Regions from separate parts of the Mus musculus genome. Here all the other regions are linked to region 2. A link is a contact called in public Micro-C and promoter capture Hi-C data. All regions are on one chromosome and are shown on one strand. The core of a region is the stretch at or near the end of the contact, and the rest is flanking DNA. Distances in the headings are between cores, read along the strand shown. Region 1 holds the start of Socs7 (suppressor of cytokine signaling 7). Region 2 holds the start of Sp2 (Sp2 transcription factor). Region 3 has its middle 37 kb from the start of Arhgap23.

Region 1 (2,700 bases), core at 54-2,553, 380 kb after region 2:
AATGAGTTCCAGGACAGCCAGGGCCACACAGAGAAACCCTGTCTAGAAAGAAAGAAAGAAAGAAAGGAAGGAAGGAAGGAAGGAAGGAAGGAAGAAAGAAAGAAAGAAAGAAAGAAAGAAAGAAAGAAAGAAAGAGAGATGGAGGGGCCTAGAGAGCTAGCTCAGCAGATAACGGCTTGTTCTGCTCTTGCAGAGGGTCAGAACTCAGCTCTCAACACCCATGTCCAGGGACTTGGGGCAGCTAATAATTAGGTCTAGGGGATCTGATGCCCTTTCTCGGATTCTGCACACACATGTGCATACACATACATTTTTTTTAAGTGATGGAGATTATGACAGCGATTCTGATTTACATCTCCTGTACATCTATCTGTAGGTGTTACATTAGCAATGGCACAAAAACGTTGAAGGAACTCTTCCCCGTCACTGAAACCAATTCCGACTCAGCAAAGTTGCCCCCATGATTGATGATTTGATCAGGTTTTGCTTTTTCACTGTTCTCTTTCATCAACAGAGGAAAATATTAGTAAAAATTCTTGTTACAATTGCAGTCCTTGGTCACTTGTCATCATTTTGGGAAGGGCTGGGAATGAGGTCTGGTGATGGAACTGTTGCTTAGCACGTGCCACGTCTTGGATTCTATCCTCAACATGACATACACTATGACAACAATCAGTGGAAGGATGTATTTGGCCATCAGTCGTACAGAATTGGCTATTGTATATCTTCATTTCTTGGAATTGTGTATATCCATTCTTCATTTCAAATTCATGATGAGATTATGCTAACTATATACACACTCTTGTCTTCTCAAAGATCCAGTTGTTTTGGCACGGAAGAGCACACTGCAGGCTCTACAACCCATTTTCATGTAGTCATTCCACAGTTCATCGGATGCTAGGAAAGAGGATGCAGATGTAATGAAATGACTTGGCCAAGGTCACACACTCCAGGCAGCATGGACAGGACAAGACCCCCAGACAGTGCCAAGGTCCACGACCCTCTCCCAGGTCCAGACCCGGGTCCCGAGGCCTGCACTGCTCTACACAGGACGGTGGACAGGGCCCGGGCGCCCAGGAAGTGAAAAAGCAGGGGTCGGTGCCGGAGACCACGGAGGCCCCAGATGCAGCAGACGGCCAATAGCTACCAGGGCCAAGAGAAACGTCAGGCAGAGTGGAGTCCGACGCTTGCGCACCCTGGGGAAAGGGGGCGGGCCCTGGACAGGAAGTGACGTCTAGGGGCGGTCCTCGGCGGCAGCGCGCGGCCTGGGCTCGCGCTGGGCTCCGCGCGCCCCCCCCCCCCCGCCCCCTCTATGAGGCAGAGGCCGCGGCGGCCGTTAGCGCTGTCGCTCCGGGGGCCGCGGCGGGCGGGGCTCCGGCGGGGCCCGGCCTAGTCCCCACCCAGCCCGGCTCCTAGCCGCCCGCCCTCCCTCCCTTCGCCACCCCGATGCAGGGGGCCGAGCTCCGGGACGGCGAGGCGGCGGCGGCGGCCGCTTCGTACCGGGTCCTGAGCCGCCTCCTCGGCTATGGAGAGGCCGCCCCCGAGCCAGGCCCGCCGCCGCCGCCGCCGCCCCCGGGCCACAGCCATGGCCCGTCGCCGCCACCACCCTTCCTCGCGCGGCCCGGCTCGCGGGGCGCCCGGCCGCCTCAGCTGATGGTGTTCCGCAACGTGGGGCGGCCGCCGGAGGAGGAGGACGCGGAGGCGGCCCGGGAGCCGGGACCCTCGGAACTGCTGTGTCCCCGGCACCGCTGCGCGCTGGATCCCAAGGCCCTCCCGCCGGGCTTGGCGCTCGAGCGGACCTGGGGTCCCGTGGCTGGACTAGAGGCGCAGCTGGCGGCCCTGGGGCTCGGACAGCCGGCGGGGCCGGGGATCAAGACTGCCGGCGGAGGCTGCTGTCCGTGCCCGTGTCCCCCGCAGCCGCCGCCGCCGCAACCCCCGCCGCCTGCTGCCGCCCCGCAGGCCGGGGAGGACCCGACGGAGACGAGCGACGCGCTGCTGGTCCTGGAGGGCTTGGAATCGGAGGCCGAGAGCCTGGAGACTAACAGCTGCTCGGAAGAGGAGCTCAGCAGCCCCGGCCGTGGAGGAGGAGGAGTGGGTGGCCGGCTGCTTCTGCAGCCTCCGGGTCCCGAACTACCCCCGGTGCCCTTTCCGCTGCAGGACTTGGTCCCTCCAGGGCGCTTGAGCCGAGGGGAGCAGCAGCAGCAGCAACCTCCCCCACCGCCGCCGCCTCCCGGGCCCCTCCGGCCTCTCGCAGGCCCTTCTCGGAAGGGCTCCTTCAAAATCCGCCTCAGTCGCCTGTTTCGCACGAAGAGCTGTAACGGCGGCTCGGGCGGCGGGGATGGGACCGGCAAGAGGCCTTCGGGAGATCTGGCAGCTTCAGCTGCGAGCCTGACCGACATGGGAGGCTCAGCGGTCCGGGAGCTGGATACGGGGAGGTGAGATTGGCTTGGGGGTTGGGGGTGGGCAAGCGACAAAGTTCCATTTCTTGTTTCGTTTCCCTCGTTTTCCCCTACTGCCAACACGATACTGTTAGAGCTGAGCTGTGGACTTCAGGAGGAGGCAGACACTTGGGATTAAAGGTGGTGACATCTCGCATTAGGTCAGAGCTAATTGTGGAAACAGCTTTCAACTCTCGGAGAGTTCACACTCTGTGACACTTCTCAGTGGGTTAGCGTCTCTTGCTGGGGATGATCTGAAGCC
Region 2 (2,700 bases), core at 156-2,655:
GACAGCTCAGCCGTAGAGGTGCTTGTCCAACATTTGTGGATTCAACCTTCATCACCACAGGGGGGTGGGGGGGGGGTGTCTCAACTCAGGGTTTTGTCCTCTGTAATGCCAAGGGCCTTCTAGGGCACAGCATGGAACAGCTGTAGCCTGTTCCTGCCAGTACACACTGAAAAGTTAATCGCCTTTCTACAATGAAATCTGTATAAAGGGGACCCTTGGGCCAATTCCTGGCTCACAGACCACTGGCTATGGTCTGCCTCTCTCCTCGTTGACAGGCCTCTACAGGCCCAAACTTTTATTTTGATATGTAATAATCCTGTAACCTCCTAAAAATGGGGAAAGTTCAGGAGAAAAAACCAAACAGAGTCCCCCTGGATCATGTTAGTTATGAAACGATTAAACATGACAGGCTATTAGAATCAAAACCAAGGAATGTAGAGAGGACAGGTTTCTCAGTCGCCCAGCGCAAAAGACAGTTCCTTTTCTACTAAAACTAGAATAAGGCACTGGGAAAGAAACCTAAGAAGGAAGGGAAGATTCTGAGCACCCTTAAGCCAGCAACGCGGATGAAGAAAAGCATCTATTTTATTTCTTAGGTCATCTGTTACGAGCGATAGCGCCTACGCTTTTTTGGAATTCCAGTGCATTTTTGCCCAACCCCCCCACCCCCCGCAAGGGGCATCGGGCCATAGCCTGGGAGCTCTGTCCACAAGTTCTCCAAACTTCTAAAATTCCAAGAGCTTGCAGATACTAGCCGCAGGCTCAAGGATCCAGGTATAAACATTAAAAGTCGGTTTTTCGTTCAGCAGTCATCTGCCTAGGGCGTTCCCTCCAATCCTGCCACCCTCTGGGACTGCGGTGGCCCGGCCAGCAGGCTGCAGTTCAGACCAGCAGGGCCCATCTGACTGGCACCACCTGGGTCCCAAGCCTGGGCTGCCCACAGGACGAGCCCGAGGGGGCGTCGGCCGCCTGCGTGGAGCAAACTCGGGCGCAGGCTGAAGGCCCGGCGCGACCCAAGCTGAGGGGGCGAAGGGGGTTATCAGGCTCGCCCTGCTGCCCCCGCCGCCTGCCAGCCCCGGAAGCGCCGCCCTCCCGCCCGGGGCTCCGAGGGGCGGGGAGTCTAACGCCCCCTTCCGGGTGCCTCCGCCCGGCCGGCCAGCCGCGCTCCTCCTCCGGGCGGGAATCCTTCCTCCCCCGCCCCTCCCGTAGCCGGGCCCCGGCGCCAGTCCCAGTCCCAGGGGGGCACCCCCGGTTCCGGCCTCCCCTCCCCGAGGCCTCTGTCCGTCTTCCCGACCCTTGAGGGCCGGGAAGACGCCGCCGGCAGACGCCAGGACCCACCGCTCATTACGACATCTTCCTCCCTGGCCTCCGCCGCCTCCGCCGCCACCGAGAGCCTGACACCGCCCGCCTAGCACCCGCCAATCCCGGAGCCCGCCACCGCCCGAGCGACGGCAGCTTTTACCAATGAACGCTTGGTACATTGGGGACCGACAGCATTTTCAACCAATCATTGGGAAGCATCTAGAGTGACGTTGGTCTGGCCAATAGAACTGTGAAGTGTCATTGATAGACGGTAGGAGTCGCCAACCGGAAATCAACGGGGGAATGAACGACGTATCCTTTAGCCAACTGGCGGGAGGCAAAGTCCCGCCTGCTAGGAGGTTGATGGACAGCAACAGGAAGCTGGGTGAGGAGGGGCTTAGCCGAGAAGTGTTTTTGTATTGGTCGTAATTGACCTTCCACCCACCTCTAACCCAGCAGATAAGTGATAGATCTGCCCTAAAGCCAATCAGAAGTGCTACTGTGAAATGCCCCGTAAAGAGCTTATACATCTCTCAATACAGTCTGGCATGGTGAGTCTCAAGTGTAGCTGTCGGATACGCGGTGCCCGGCCCCCAGTGAGCGCATCGCCTTCACCTCAGGCCCTCGCCCGCCATCCATCGCCTCTCGAGAGTCGACGACCTGGCAGGAGTTGGGTTACCTGGCACTTCCTAGAGGGAATTGTCATTATGTCATCTCAAGCCCCTGTTAATCTTCACCAATGTTTCGCAGAGCTTCCCTGATCCTCTCAGCTTCAGACAGGCGTGTTTGAGCCTTTATCAAAAGCAGATCCCTAGGGTCGTCCCTAGTTACATTTGCTATTTCCCGGGGGGCGGGGTGTGTGTGCCTAGAATCTGCATTTTAGCCTGCGCCTCAGGTGGGCAGAATTGCACGCTGGCATCCTAGCGACCCTGCTTGGTCTCTGCTTCATCTCCTCCTGTATGAGGGGCCGTGCTTGACAGGCACCACAGGTAGGTTTAGCTTTCTCTTCCAGGCCCTCTGCGAACGACTAACTTAGGCAAGCTGTACGTAGCACTCAGAGGGAATTCACGCTGGCTTGAGACCTGCGTGGGTAGGAAACCCCACACCCCATCTGCAGTGGACCCTTAGACTCTTGTTGAAGCCAGAGCACTCACACATCCACCTCATAGTACCACCCTTCCTGGTTGGTTTTGTTTTGTTGTTTTAACCCACAGTGAGAAAAAAATGTTTTACATCCAGTAAATTAACTTATAAGAACATGTAACAAAGCTTCCCAAATCAACATTTGAGAGACATTGATCGCAGGTAGATGAGACACATACATCCCTGCTGGGGTCTTATTTGCTGAGGATCAAGTCCCCAACACTAAGCATGAACTGTATAAACACTAAGCATGAA
Region 3 (2,852 bases), core at 165-2,664, 440 kb after region 2:
ACTTCCATTGGCTCCCAGTTAACTTACTAAGAATTCTCTCTGACCCACGTGATGCCACTTTCCTGTGTTTCTCTTCTGTCTGTCCCTAAAGGCTGGTGTTCCTGCAGGTACTGTCCTGCATATGGTCCCCTCATCCCCTTTCCCTCTAGGGGACTCTTGGGCTGCTTCCCCCGTCTCACTAGACTTCCTCAGTCAAGACTCTAACTCAAGCCAGTCTTCCAGAGAGGGACCACACCCAGGGTTTAAGCAGCCAGTAAATATTCCACCAAGTGTGGATTAAGTATGTAGACTCTGGAGCCCAGATGCCTGGGTTCAAATCCTGTGTGGGTTTGCATAAGATGCTTACTTAACGCATGCCCATAATCTTGATAGTATACTTGAAAAGCTGAAACAAGCGGATCATGAGTTCAAGGCTAACTTAATGAGCTCCAGGCTAGACCAAGCTTATAGGTTGAGGACCTGTCTAAAAACTAAAAAGCAGTCGGGCAGTGGTGGCGCATGCCTTTAATCCCAGCACTTGGGAGGCAGAGGCAGGCAGATTTCTGAGTTCGAGGCCAGCCTGGTCTACAAAGTGAGTTCTAGGACGGCCAGGGCTATGCAGAGAAACCCTGTCTTGAGAAACAAAACAAACAAACAAACAAACACCAAAACAAACAAAAAAGAAAGACTTATAGACTAACTTGTTTCACCCCAGGTCCAAGCCCCCCCTACCACCTAACTGTAATCCAAGTGTTACAATGCCTGGAGTTCCTCCATCTCCACACATGCATCAGTTCCTGTCCCCCTCTGCCCTTAGCTCCAGAGTTCCAAGGTACAGTGCCCCCCTGGCACAGGGTCCTTTCCTCCCAGAACAAAGGGTTGCCTCTATAAGGAGAGCTGATTTGAGCTGAGGCTGTGGGGGCAGGGAGGAGGGTGGTGGCCCCTTGGGGTGCCCCTGGCTCACTTTTTCCAGAGCCTGATGCCCTCAGACCCCTACAGGAGGCGGTAAGAGGAAGTGAGCTCACGCTGACCGGCAGGCCAATTCCTCCCTCCACAATGCACAGCAAGAACCTCCTCCACCCCTCCCACTTCCCAGAAAGGGTTCTCTCCACCCTGCTGCCCCTCCCACCTCTTCCTGCACCTTGACCTGCACCCCCCTCCAGCCATTCCTATCCATCTCCTCTAGCCTTCTTCCCCTGGTACACTCCCCCCTAACCCCACCTATCCCAGCCCCTGGCTCCTGTCTGCATATTCTTCAGTCCGCCCAGAGAGCCATTTTCTCGCTCTATGTTCTGTGGGGTCTGGGAAAAGGACACTCCCACTGAGTGGGTGATGATTCTCCTGGGAATCCCCTTTATCCTCATCTTTCTAAACCCCTCCACCAGCCCAGTCACCACCACTGTTGACTCAGTCCCATCCCAGGGGGCAAGAGACCTGCAAGGGTGTGGCAGGTGGCATTGGGGATACTACAGGGCTCAGGCCCTGCTCCTTCCCTTCACTAGCTTGGTCATCCTTTACCATGATTCTATGGTGAGACCCTCTCCCGCCCCCCAGAGCAACCAAGGAAGGCTGGAGAAACCGGAGGGCTGTCTGCAGGAGCCGCCCACCCCCCAGCTCTGTGGGGTTCCGAGGAGGCTGAACTGACCTGGAGGAGGGGAATGGAGAGAGAGACAGGCTGGGGAGAAGGTTCCCCACGGACAGAGGCTGGCGGGCTGGGAGGGCTCCTCCTGTGGTGTGTGTGGTCAGGAAGCGTGGAGGGATGAGGAAGGAAACAGGAGGATGTGAGAGACTGGGCTGGGCGCAGGCACTTAGGTTTTGGCCTGGCCTGGGCAGAAACTTGAGGTAGCCCCTGTGTTATGTTCTCTCTGGTACACAGTGAGGACAGGAACTGAGGACGGTAGGAAAGGAGGTTAGGGGTGGGGGTCGGTGTGTAGCAGAATAAGGGGCGGAGAGCAACAAATATCAGAGACTTTGGGACTTGGTGACCTAGTAGGTGAAGGGGGAAGGAGACAGAAGACTCTAGAACAACTTCAAGGCTTAGACTACCAGACCATTTGTGTAGGATGTTCCCAGGAGAGTGAACAGGCCAGGCCTCAACAGGCCAGCACTCACAGGTCCTGAGTGACTGCTTTGGTTAACACTTAGGAAGGCCTTGCCTACCATGCAGAGTCTTTACGATTTTGTTCAATGGAGAAGGAAACTACGGTTCAACCAGCTTAAATACATTTGTGATTTTTGTTTGTTTTGTGGGTGGTATATGTGTATACTGTGTTCCTGGTTTTTTTTGGGTTTTGGTTTTTTTTGTTTTGTTTTGTTTTTGTTTTTTGTTTTGTGTGTGTGTGTGTGTATGTGTTTGTGTGTGTTTGTGTGTGTGTGTGTCTCTGTGTGTGTGTATATGTGTTTGTGTATGTGTTTGTGTGTGTGTGTATGTGTTTGTGTTTGTGTGTGTTTGTGTGTCTGTGTGTGTGTATGTGTTTGTGTGTGTGTGTTTGTGTGTCTGGTGTGTGTGTGTGTGTCTGTGTGTGTGTGTCTGTCTCTGTGTGTGTGTATGTGTTTGTGTGTGTGTGTGTTTGTGTGTCTGTGTGTGTGTGTGTGTAGACTGAGGATGACATTGAATATCTTCCTCAGTTACACCCGACCTTCTTTGCTGAGACAGGGTCTCCCACTGAGCCCAGAACCCTGGAGATCCTCCTGCCTCTGCTCCCTCAGCACCTGGATTACAGATGTGAGCTGCTGTTGCCCCTCTGCACCTGGTTCCATGGGCACTAGGGATCCAAATTCATGACCCCACAGGTGCGTGGCAAGCACTTAACTGAGTCACCTTCTCAGGGTCCTTTACTTTGCCTTTGTTTTTTGCTTTGTTTGTTTGTTTG

Evidence for each region. Promoter capture Hi-C pulls out the DNA fragments that hold promoters and counts their contacts. A called contact is a pair of places that touch in the nucleus more often than the background predicts.
Region 1: a promoter capture Hi-C map of pre-B cells shows a contact between it and region 2, with 4 times the contacts expected there. The contact joins the promoter of Socs7 here to the promoter of Sp2 in region 2. A contact is called at or near these places in 5 of 39 promoter capture datasets (the 3T3-L1 cell line, hippocampal neurons, liver and 2 more), 2 of 484 Hi-C or Micro-C datasets (embryonic stem cells and uterus) and 3 of 115 datasets of contacts at active chromatin or transcription factors (the SCID.adh cell line, memory CD8 T cells and pancreatic cancer cells).
Region 3: a contact with region 2 is called in a Micro-C map of embryonic stem cells, with 2.8 times the contacts expected there. The contact joins the enhancer-like site here to the promoter of Sp2 in region 2. A contact is called at or near these places in 2 of 484 Hi-C or Micro-C datasets (both in embryonic stem cells) and 3 of 115 datasets of contacts at active chromatin or transcription factors (bone marrow-derived dendritic cells, embryonic stem cells and pancreatic cancer cells).

What each region holds. Positions count from the first base shown.
Region 1 is chr11:97,360,989-97,363,688 of GRCm38.p6, forward strand. Socs7 (suppressor of cytokine signaling 7) reads left to right here and starts at 1,304. Exons shown (of 10, transcript NM_138657.4): 1 at 1,304-2,435. The coding sequence starts at 1,447.
Region 2 is chr11:96,976,283-96,978,982 of GRCm38.p6, forward strand. Sp2 (Sp2 transcription factor) reads right to left here and starts at 1,406. Exons shown (of 7, transcript NM_001080964.2): 1 at 1,339-1,406. The coding sequence starts at 1,345.
Region 3 is chr11:97,411,282-97,414,133 of GRCm38.p6, forward strand. It overlaps a transcript of Arhgap23 not described here. Among named protein-coding and RNA genes, the nearest start is that of Arhgap23, 37 kb to the right of the region's middle. Within about 2 kb of position 1,415, at least 60 of the 459 cell types and tissues checked have an H3K27ac peak or open chromatin away from gene starts, as enhancers often do. A contact at or near this core is called in bone marrow-derived dendritic cells and embryonic stem cells, where this site is marked.